Linked DNA regions of Mus musculus: regions 1 and 3 are each linked to region 2. Evidence: chromatin contacts called from public HiChIP or PLAC-seq data. All regions are on one chromosome and are shown on one strand. Each heading gives the region's core, a stretch centred on a gene start, on an enhancer-like site or on the middle of the called end of the contact. The rest is flanking DNA. Distances are from core to core; before and after follow the strand shown. Region 1 overlaps Bmpr1b (bone morphogenetic protein receptor, type 1B). Region 2 holds the start of Bmpr1b (bone morphogenetic protein receptor, type 1B). Region 3 overlaps Bmpr1b (bone morphogenetic protein receptor, type 1B).

What was found. HiChIP or PLAC-seq counts read pairs in DNA pulled down with a chosen protein or histone mark.
Region 1: a contact with region 2 is called in an H3K4me3 HiChIP or PLAC-seq map of neural progenitor cells, with 34 read pairs. The contact joins the enhancer-like site here to the promoter of Bmpr1b in region 2. A contact is called at or near these places in 12 of 39 promoter capture datasets (the 3T3-L1 cell line, cranial neural crest, embryonic stem cells and 7 more), 2 of 484 Hi-C or Micro-C datasets (granulosa cells and nephron progenitors), 12 of 115 datasets of contacts at active chromatin or transcription factors (astrocytes, embryonic basal ganglia, embryonic brain and 7 more) and 3 of 9 other capture datasets (adipose tissue, embryonic stem cells and macrophages).
Region 3: a contact with region 2 is called in an H3K4me3 HiChIP or PLAC-seq map of neural progenitor cells, with 15 read pairs. The contact joins the enhancer-like site here to the promoter of Bmpr1b in region 2. A contact is called at or near these places in 7 of 39 promoter capture datasets (the 3T3-L1 cell line, cranial neural crest, embryonic stem cells and 4 more), 1 of 484 Hi-C or Micro-C datasets (cerebral cortex) and 8 of 115 datasets of contacts at active chromatin or transcription factors (craniofacial prominence, embryonic basal ganglia, embryonic forebrain and 5 more).

What each region holds. Positions count from the first base shown.
Region 1 is chr3:141,934,983-141,938,404 of GRCm38.p6, forward strand. All of the region lies in intron 2 of Bmpr1b (bone morphogenetic protein receptor, type 1B), which reads right to left. Among named protein-coding and RNA genes, the nearest start is that of Bmpr1b, 230 kb to the right of the region's middle. Within about 2 kb of position 1,764, at least 46 of the 459 cell types and tissues checked have an H3K27ac peak or open chromatin away from gene starts, as enhancers often do. A contact at or near this core is called in astrocytes, embryonic basal ganglia, embryonic brain and 6 more, where this site is marked.
Region 2 is chr3:142,167,527-142,171,071 of GRCm38.p6, forward strand. Bmpr1b (bone morphogenetic protein receptor, type 1B) reads right to left here and starts at 1,899. Exons shown (of 12, transcript NM_001277217.2): 1 at 1,619-1,899.
Region 3 is chr3:141,917,435-141,921,254 of GRCm38.p6, forward strand. The region is part of intron 2 of Bmpr1b (bone morphogenetic protein receptor, type 1B); the gene reads right to left. Among named protein-coding and RNA genes, the nearest start is that of Gm15689, 240 kb to the left of the region's middle. Within about 2 kb of position 2,402, at least 7 of the 459 cell types and tissues checked have an H3K27ac peak or open chromatin away from gene starts, as enhancers often do. A contact at or near this core is called in neural progenitor cells, where this site is marked.

The DNA of each region.
Region 1 (3,422 bases), core at 514-3,013, 230 kb before region 2:
GATGCTATCATTTAAACAACAGGTTTTAAAATAATTCCAATTATATCTGGAGAGGGATCTCTTTGAATATAATTATTTTGGCTGAATTCATCACATATTCATATATTTAAAGCAGAAGAATATTTCTAAACTGAGATTACCTTGTTACCAATGTCAATTTCCGATTTATTTTCATCTGGAAATTCCATCTTCCTGATTTTTACATTGATGATATAATGTGTTATCTCAGACTTTGCTGGGGACTTGTGTGTGTGTGTGTGTGTGTGTGTGTGTGTGTGTGTGTCCGCATGTATGTTGGGGGAGATAAGTCTGTGTTAGTGACTCTACTATGAGAAGCAAAAATAGGTAATATCTGCCTTCAGGAAAGAGCTTGCCTTTTCCTACAGTGGGAGGGGAAGACACAGACAATGACTACCCAGAATTTAGTGGGGCCTGAGGATGGGTGTCGTCATAAGAGAGAGGCTTTATAGCAACTTGGTCCCCAGGGACTGCGAGGTTTGCAGCTTGCCTGCACTACTGCAGAAGCATGAGGCCCTGAGTTCAGATGCCCAGCCTGGCACACTAGCAGGCATCTGGAACTTCAAGCTGGGGGAAGGGAAGACAGAGATGGCTGAAATCTAAACTTCAATGACGGGCAGAAATAAAGGGAGACACCTGATGTTCATCTCTATATGCAGGAGCACGCATGCATGCATGCACACCCACACTCACACATAAAAATACCTAAATGAATGAATGCACACACAGAGAGGGGAGGGGCACACACAGGTATACACACACAGAGACACACATTCACATATATGGTAAAATTAAAAATTAAAATAAACCTAGACCTTGAAGGAATTTCCAGTGTAAGGAACCCTTGTACAGAGAAAACAAGACATCACATACAATTATGAATAGATGTTGGGAGTCATGTTTGAAAGAGATGTGAGAAATTGGGTGTGCCCAAAGATCCAGAGATTTGGGGTAGGGAGCAGCAACCAGGAGGCTGGAAAGGAAATTAGAAGCCAGGAAGGGTCTAGTCTCCTGAACAGAAGCTTTGCTTTCATCCTCTGTGTTTGGAAAAGAATGCTTCCATACTCATAGGCACACTCTCCATTTTTCTGTTGCACAAACAGAAAGCAAGTACTACATCTTTTAGCTTATAGTTTGAAGCAAACTACAAAAGATTTGGAAATAATATAAATAATTTTGTCTTCTGTACCTATAAGGATGCAACATCTTTCATTATTCTTAAAAAGGACTATAATGTCCGTGCTGCTGTAATTATTATCTGAACATCTCTACTCATGATGCTTGCAATATGATTTACGTAAGTATCAGTTCCAGTGCACAGGCCTGTTAGGATGACACAATGTTCCATCTTCCTTTTAGAAGTTCCAACATTTTTGATCCCTATCATTCCATGGAGTTTTGAACTACAGTATTTTTTAAGCTCGTACATGTGTTGCCTGCAGGACAGTGCTGATAACCCATGACACTATTCTGGGTTTTAAATAAACACTTAATTCACGTTTAAGAAGGAACTATTAATATTCTATATCATGAGAGCAAAGTGGAAAGCAAGTCAGGGAACAAAAACATTTTCCCTGCCTTTGGAGTCAGGAAAGACCACATCTTCGGCTGTTTCTCAGGCCTCCTGCCTCCCTGGCCTGTCCTAATTTGCAGCATTCCACACCACTAGACACTAACAACCCAGAGCTGCCTTCAGCTGCTCAATGAAAGACCGTCACATCATGACAAACACACAATCCCTTCCTCCTCCCAAGAGGGACACGTTATTCTGAGCACGTCTTCGCTGGGCTTTCATTGCGCTGCCAAGGTCCCCCTGAGTGGGAAGGGGTAAAAAGGGAGAGTAAAGATCCCACCACTTGTCTCAGCGGAGCAGGCAATGATTTGTGCCCTTATATGCAGGATCTGACTGTCAGTGCCGATCTGCTTTCAGGCCGCGATTACATGTGATAAGGGCTGACCTTCTTTTACGTATTCACACATTATGAACTCACGGCGAGCAGGCAGGACACAAAAGTCCTTCAGATGTTCTGGGCATCAATCAAATTCCCAGCAAGGAGCCTGGAAACTTTTCTTCCATTTACTCAGGGAGGGGAAGGAGGACAAGGCGGGCTTAATAAAGTTTAAAGCTACGCCACACTACGTTTGGGAAGACCATTGTTATTAAAAGGGCACTGTTTAAAATAATTCTCTGTAGTTACCACTGGCAACACAAAAACTTCTCACACAAATATAAACAACTAGACTTTGTTCCTTCTTCAAAAAAATCTCAAACCTTTTACTATAAACCAAGTCTTAACAGCCTTAGCAGAGGGCTCCCCCACCCAAAAAAGATATTTACTAAGGATGGATTTCAAAAAACTAAATAGGTAAATTTTCTTTTTTTGGTAAATTTTCATGTAAAACAACTATAAATAAAACTTATCTGAGACATTCACAGAGGTAACAGAGAAAACCACACGTATAGGAAACACTTTGAACATCTTAATATAAGCTGGACCAGCAGTCCCTGGTCTGAGTTGTTTTACGTTTAACATACACACTGCTTTTTAATATACAAGGACTCTAGTAGATATCATATATTCTGACACAGGCTGCAATGTTGTTCTTCTACCATTATATTTCACACACACATACAGAGAGAATGAGAGAACAAGAGAGAGAGAGAATGAGGGAGAGAGAGAACGAGAGAGAGAGAGAAAGAGAGAGAGAGAACAGGAGAGAGAGAAAACAAGAAAGAAAGAATAAGAGGGAGAGAACACATAAACATGATTTAAGGTAAATTTTGAAAAGAAAAAATGAGCCCCAGACTGTGTGATATAATGGCATAATATACAGAAACTGGAAGTGAATAATTCTATGAGCAGCAGCACAAGCAAACATATCAAAGCAAGATGCTTCAAAAAGTCATTGTTATAATGCTATATCAAATCAATGGTCACTTACCTAGAGAACATTGACTACTTCTTGAGAACCATGGTATGAATATGCATGGACTATGCATCTCTCTCCTCCCCCCATCCCCCATTCTCCTTCTCTCTCTCTCTCTCTCTCTCTCTCTCTCTCTCTCTCTCTCTCTCTCTCTCTCTGTGTGTGTGTGTGTGTCTGTGTGTCTGTGTGTCTGTGTGTCTGTGTCTCTGTGTCTCTGTCTTTGTCTACACACACATACTCAAGGGTTTAACCATCCACGTGAGATGGGCAAATCAATGGGCATTTGAAAAATGGGAAGAAAATTAAAAGCAGCTGAGACAATTAAACTACATAATACAATCAACTGAACAATTATTAAGGAAACCATACAGAAGAAACAGACTGACGTCAGAAGGTTTCCACTATGCACAATCCACACACAGGCATTTAATCTAGCCTTTCTTACTCTATGAACAGAGTATAATGGCAAATCTGCA
Region 2 (3,545 bases), core at 649-3,148:
GGGGTTTCAGACAACCCTGCCTGACTGCACTCTGGCAGCACCTGGTAAACAACGTGGCAAAGGTGCTGTCAATACTGATGATTCATGAACATGGCATAAATCAAGATTGCTACCTCGCCAAAACCCAACATTTTGTTTTCAATATTCACAAATCAGTGCGGCTAAAATTCATCAGCAGCCCCTCACACATGTGTAATGAGATCACATCAACTCGCCTCCTGTGACCAAAAGGAAAAGGTGGTTTTCTAAATGGTAATTCAGATTGGACAAATAACACACTGGACCCAGTCTTGTAGCCCTGGGCCATATTTTGCTCAAAACAAAGGTACACTATGCAGGAATAAAGAAAGCTGAGAATGGCAGTAATTAACTTCAAGCTAACTTTTCCATAAAAAGCCATTGCCGATATGATTTGCTTGCAGCGCGCACGTAATTTTTTTTTTTTTTGCCACACAATGATCCAAGTGTGTCACAGCTAACATATTTCACTAACATGTAATATCCTCGACAACATCCTCGTAATGAGAATGCTCCAAAGAAATTATTGATCCCTGGAATGTCTCATATTTTTTAAATTACTGACAAATCCTTTCCTATTTTCTTTGCAGTTAGACATAATTCTCCTTGATCGGCAGAATGTAAAGAGGTATAAAAGTACAAAGTTGAAATCACTTTTTCTTAAAACATAAGTGCCCCGTTGACATAGACCATTTCTCTTAACTTCCCTCAAAACAATAATTAGAGAAGTTGTGACCAAGAGCCCCAAAAATATGCATATGAAAAGCAAAGACTTAGTCTCAGTGAGGACAGCAAGAGGCTCTCACACCGAGGGCTTTTTCATATTATTTTTCAAATGTTCTTCAGCTGAACTCCATCGTGAGGACTCATGGAGCCTTTTGTTTTTCCAGAATCCAGGAGCCTTCTCTCAGGTGGTTCCGCTTCACTGCGGATATGTCTGGGACCTTCTGTTACTCAGCTGCCTTCTTCTGTTCTGTTTCACTGGCACCTTTGTGGCCCCTCACAGTAACTGACCTCACCTTGGGGGAAGGTGACTAAGAAAAGAGCAGTCCCTAATAACTCAAAGAAGCCACAAGGTCCCCATTCAGAACACAGAGCACTCAGCCTCCTTGGAGAGGCTCAGAGAAACTAGATACCTGCCGCCCTGCACAACTTCCGGAGGGTCTTTCTCCAATGTCAGAAAAACCTCACCCTGCAGAGAACCGATGGGAATAGTGTAGAGGGACAGGAGGAAAGGACAAGAGGTGGGGAAAGTCAGCTACTAAGTATGGGATCACGTTGGAAAGACTCGGAAGAGGAGAGGGCTGAGAGGATGGAGTGACTAAGGGGCAGGGGAGAGCGCGAGAGGACCGAAGAGTGTGGTTGTCCCATGAGCGCCTTGGCTCTCCCAGCGGGTCCGAGGAGCAGGCGAGGCAGGTGGCTGGTCCCGAGCTCGGTGCCCCTTGGCGTCCCCCCAAGCGCTCGTGGCCCGGGAGCGCCCCGCTGTCCGGGTGTCCCGCTCCCCGAGGAGCACGTGTCCCACCCCGATCGCCGCACAAAGCGCGGGCTACCCTGGAGACCCCCGATCCGAACTCCCAGGCCCCTTCCCAGCGCCCCTTACCCGCCGCCGCTTCCCAGGTCCCGGGTCCTCCGCGCCCTCACTACGAGCACCACGCCGGCAACTTCTGCCGCCGCCGCTGCCTCTGCCGCCGCCGCCGTAGCTCCTGTCCCTCCTCCCGCTCCGCCGCCGCTGGAATTTTTCTCACTCGCCCTCTCCAGCTCCCACTAGTGACTGCAGACTGCGAGCCAAGCACTTAGCGCAGGGATTACGCGGCCCGGCGCCTGGAGCGGTCCCAGCCACCTCCAGAGCCGTCCTCAGAGCATCCCTGGCGCTGCAGCCGGACAAACGTCCCTGGCTGGTCCAAAAGCCTTGCCACACGCCCCCTTCAGCTTCCAGAAACAAAAGCGCGAGGAGGCAGCGCGGAATGGTGCGAGCTGGGACCGACTCCAAATGGCAGAGCGCGGTGAACTTCAACTTCTCCGGGGCCAGCGACACTTTGGAGAAGTTATGGAAACGTTGGTCACACACCTCATAAAAAAGGGGAGGGGAGTGCACATCAAATTAGATCCACAGTCTCGGGTGAGGGGTTAGAAATCTTGAGGCATGGAGTGAGGCTTCCTAGGAAAATGAAATTTTTCCTTAATACAGATATTTTGAAATTGTAAACAATGAAAGGCAACGCAAAAAATTCCACTTGTGTTCGATGAAATTTTACAGTTTGGCTTGAGAAAGCATTTGACATCTTTACTCTGTGGTCTCCTGGCTAAGTCTGTAAGTGTTTCGACTCTTGGAGAAATGAATATAAAGTAAGGTGATTCGGCTTCTCCGGAGATTTGGGGAGCATAGCTAACCTCTTTCAACTCAGCCATTTTGCCAACTGTTTCCCAGGGCGGTATCTCATGAATTCCAAATATCTTTTCTTCCTAATGCCTGATGCCCAGTTTCCACCATAATTCATTTCCTCACTTTTTTTTAAATTCCAAGCATGTTGAGCAGCCCCGTTTGTCCTCGTTAGAAGTGTGACTTAAGTTTTATTTTGTGCCACTCGGAAGTGAATTTCTTATGAGTTTCTCATTATGATCTATTTCATTCCTACCATTTTATTTCATCCCCTTTCTTCTGAAATTGTTCCAGCTGAATCAGACGTTAAATAAAATATTTTCACCTGTAAATATAAGAGACCTACAGGTCCCTCTTAGGAGCAAGTGGGGTCCCTGGTGTTTATTAATGAGTTGGTAAATGGTGGGTATATTTATCCTGAAATGACAGTGTCGCCAAGGGAGTCTGCCTGCCCCATCGTGTATCCATGTTATAGTCCCTGAAGCCAGACTGTAAGACGTTGTCTAGAAGTTTTCTAAGTAGGTAAATTGCTTGTTGGTGTCTCTTTATTGGGCCCTTGCTGACCCCAGGTGTCAGGACTTAGAGCTGAAAGAACTGCAAAGGTGGAATCCAACCTGTTGCCTTCACTCTGTGAGTCAGAGATAACCCCACCCCCTCCCCTTCTGCATCGTCTTTCTCTTCTTTCCTAACTATAAGTATGTGACCAGTGAACTTGCCTTCTATCTGTCCCCCAATCAGACTTTCTGTCATTTTCGTCTCCTGACATTAGTTTTAAATAGGAAAGAAACTTGAATAGATCTACCCCTGTGATGTAGGAATTACTAATAACATTTACTAGACAGAAGTGTAAGATTCTCCCTTAGAGGTTCTTATAAACTGAATTTAAATAAATTGGATGTTACAGAGAAAGGTACTTGAAACCCTCTGTAGGTCATGGGGGAGAGGGGCACAGAGTCTTTTAAAAAAAAAAATCTCTGGGTAGAAGAAAAGGATGAGAGGGCTCTATAAACCATATTTAAGGAGGATCTTAGGATATGGCACTCTGCAGCAACAGAGTGTTCACAAAGCTAGCCATACAGTAATCAGCACCAAATAACCATTGCAAGCCAGGCACCGGTATTTGACATTTAATGGCATCTGTCCTTCT
Region 3 (3,820 bases), core at 1,152-3,651, 250 kb before region 2:
CTCCCATGCTTGATATGAAATCTCTGACATACAAACTTGAAAGCCCAAGGTTGATTTCCATCCCTATTCAAGGCCATGGCCCTGAATGAGGAAAAGATCAAAATAATATCCTAGAAAAATATGTTTTTGTTATGACTGTGAGATCCTCCTATTGCAGATGGGCATGTCATTGTGGATGAGTACTCTGCTATGTGTAGGAAATTAAATTCATCTCCATCACCACCAGAAAAAAAAAAAGGACACTCATTTAAGAGTGAGCCTTTCTTCTGAGAACTGTTTCAATGTGTGTGGGAAGAAGCCATGTTGAAGGATGAAGGGCAAGTTAACAGGAGCAGACTCTCAGTTACACACAGCAGCTGTCCAGTGAGATACTGTTTCCTTGACCTGAGCCAAAAAAGGACAATTGCAGGTGAACCACTCTGCTATGTTAGCAAAGGAAAAAGAGCCCAACTTGAACCAAGTCTAACATAATTTGATCATAAATGATTTTTATTGTAAATAAAAATAATAAAGTGGCAATCTACCTCACTAAAGTTCATGTTTTAAATATGGAATAGTGTCATTGACATAATGAAAAGCAAACAATAGTCAAGGTATGAACCCTAATTTGGTGTTTTAATTATAGACAGTAGTTGCTAGAACCAAGTCTTCAATAAATAGAAAGAAAAAAGAAGAAAATCCATGTGTTCTAGCTGACATACACAACTGATTTCATTACTGATCCTATTCTAGTATGTAAAATTATACAAATGTGTAATAAAGCAAACCCTGTAATTATTTAATCTGCTCGTGACTTGATGGATATTTGGGTTGTCTACAGTTCATAGTTATTTTGAATAATGTCATGGTAAACATTCAAGTGCATGTCTGAACATACATTCTTCTTCAGCAAACTATTTGATCACTTATTAATTATAGTTTTTTATTAAAATAGTAATACATAGTAGATATAAAAGCAGTATCACACTGCAGTTTTGACTTGAAAGTCTATAATAAATAACAATGCTGATCATCCCTTTGTTTCACTATGTAAATGTCTGTTTAGATAAATATAAATGTCTGTTTAGATACTTGTCAAATTTTGCACAGGATAATTCCTTATTGTTTGTTTTCTTCATTTTACTAGAATAAATGTCTATTATGCAATATGCAATATTTGAGTTTCTTTCTTTCTTTCTTTTTTTTTTTTTTTTTTTTTTTTTTTTTTTGCTAATTCTGTAGACTATATTTTCCCTTCTTGGTGATATGCTCTGAAGCACAGAAACTAATTTTAATTGATGAATTCCATTTGTTAATTCTTATTGTTGCTTGTACTTTTAAATGCCATGTCTTAGGATTCCTTCCTTGGCCTATGACTGACTATTCTACACAATTTCAATATCTGTGAATTGTTGGTCACTATTCAAACTTAGAAGAAAATTTACAACTAACAGCAGCTAGGAGTTTCTGTTTCTTCCTAAGTTGCCAAACCTTGGTAATTCCAAACTTTTCATTCCTTTGTCACATGGCTTACTGGAGCTTGGTATTTCCTATTACTTGAGCTGATAATTCTCTTATTTATCTGCTTGTCATATCTACATCCTCCTCCTGTGGATAGCATGTTCATTATTTTTGATTTTTATATCATTCAGCTTTCCATTTCTGTCTTTTTAAAGACATAGACAGCTGACAATAACTCTGCTCCATAAACCATGCAGCCCATTTTCCAAGAGTATGGTCTACCCACTTTTTTGTGGTTTTCTTCCCTGAAGTATTAAGTTTGCCATTGTAAGATTCTAAAAGTTTATGCTTTACATTTTTGAAGCTTCTTGTAAATTGAAACCATATAAATATTTTCCCTTAGCAGATATTTACAGGGTAGATAACAAAACCAACACAGGAGTCAGACAATCTTAATCTAGGTACTGCCTTATATTAACTTTCTGACCCAATGTATAACTTAACGCCTTTGAGCCTGCTTCATGATTTATACAATGAGATAATTAAGCACCAATGCTTTATCCTAAGCCATAATCAAATTATGTTAATTTTTAAAGCTATATAAGACAAAATTAGCATGTTATTCCATCTCAAAATGAAGTATTGTCAGCTTTCTTTATGCCTATCATCTAAAAATGGCAAACACTGTCATATTAAAAAAATACTGACATGTGTATCTTTAAGTTACAAAAATACCAATAGTGACAGTTTTTTTCTGTTACATTACTAATATTTAATAAACCCATAAGCATGCTTTAATGATTCATTTAAACACAAAAATAAGAAAACAATCTGCAGACTAAAAAGTAAGGCATTATAGAACTTCTAGGGCATAATTTTGCCCATGTGTCTTATAAAACAAAAACAGATGCTATGGCATCTTCAGTGGCCCTTTAAAACCCTTTCTGGAGCAGATGTAAGAATCAAAACAAGCCACAGACAAAGGGCAAGTGTTCTCATTCAGCTTTCAAAAGCAACGTGTACGCTTATGCTCATTGGATAAATAATCAGTGGCGGGGTGGAAAAGTAAGATATGAACTACAGCAACTTCACCTACTAAAGCCAGCAGATCAGCTTCCTCCAAACCCTCTGCCTCAGCTGCCCAATGCTATAAAACCCAGTGTGCAAATTTATAGGGACACTCTACAAGCGATGTCCAGCAATGGAAAGGAACAATGACTGCATAATTTTAGCATTAAGAAATGAATCTGTAGAGGTGTTAAAGCTCACTCTGCAGGAGTAAAGCCAGAGATCAGATGTCTTCTTTGCAGGCTGAGCAATTTGAGATACTTTTCAAGTTACCTCATGAGATAAGTATTTCAAGAAGAAAAGGAAAAGCTGCTCTATTCTTCCAGGTGGTGTGCAATTTCTTGTTCCCCTAAAACTTAAATGTAGTCCTAGGTTGTTGGGTTTTTTTTCCCTTATTGTAAATAAACAATCATAAAAGTGCCTTGCCATGAACACAAATGCTTTTAATAAAGTAGAATATGACAGAATAAAGGAAAAAGGCAAGACCAAAGTCCCTAGCTTTGTTTCATTCAGGCATTCAAATAAATGCTCTGAGGTGGCAATGGTTTTTTTGTTGTTGTTGTTTGGTTGGTTGGTTGGTTGGTTTTGGGGTTATTTTTGTTTTGTTTTTGCAACTTGTTGCTATATGTGCATGTAGCAAACACCTGCTTTGGATTTCTTTCTTTTAAAAAATATTTTTGATTACTTTGGAATTTTACATCATGAACCCCTATTATACTTACTTCACAGTCTTCCCAGGTCTGTCCCCCTCCCCTTGTAACCTCTTCCCAACAAGAAGAAAGAGGAAGAGGTAAAAGAGCAAGAGGAGGAGGAGGAGGAAAAGGAAGGAGGAGGAGGAGGAGGAGGACAACGAGGAGGAGGAAGAGGAGGAGGAGGTCCAACTTGTGTTACCCATATATACACCGGAGTATGCCCAATATCCAGACGCTTTAAAGAAAACTGAGTCCTTCATCATCTCTGACAGAAGCCCTCTGTTTGTGGAGAGCTGCAGTTCAGCATCTTTATTACAGTTTATGAGCATTCCCTGCTATGGTTTCTGTCTAGGCTGTTCCTCAGTTCTGTTCTGCTTCAGCCATAGTCCTTGACTAAATGTGTAAATTCTAAAAGGCTAGCAATAACATTGATATTCCAACTTCTGGTCTACCTCTAAGACCAGCAGTGAGACTTTTAAAGTCACCAAAACCACGAATACCACTTGCCTCTACCAAAGCCTAGGAAATAGAAGCAGCTTATGAAAAGTTTACAAGACTCTTTCAAGTATGCACATAGGTACCTCTAACATACCTTCCTACTAGGATTGTTTTAGGATGTG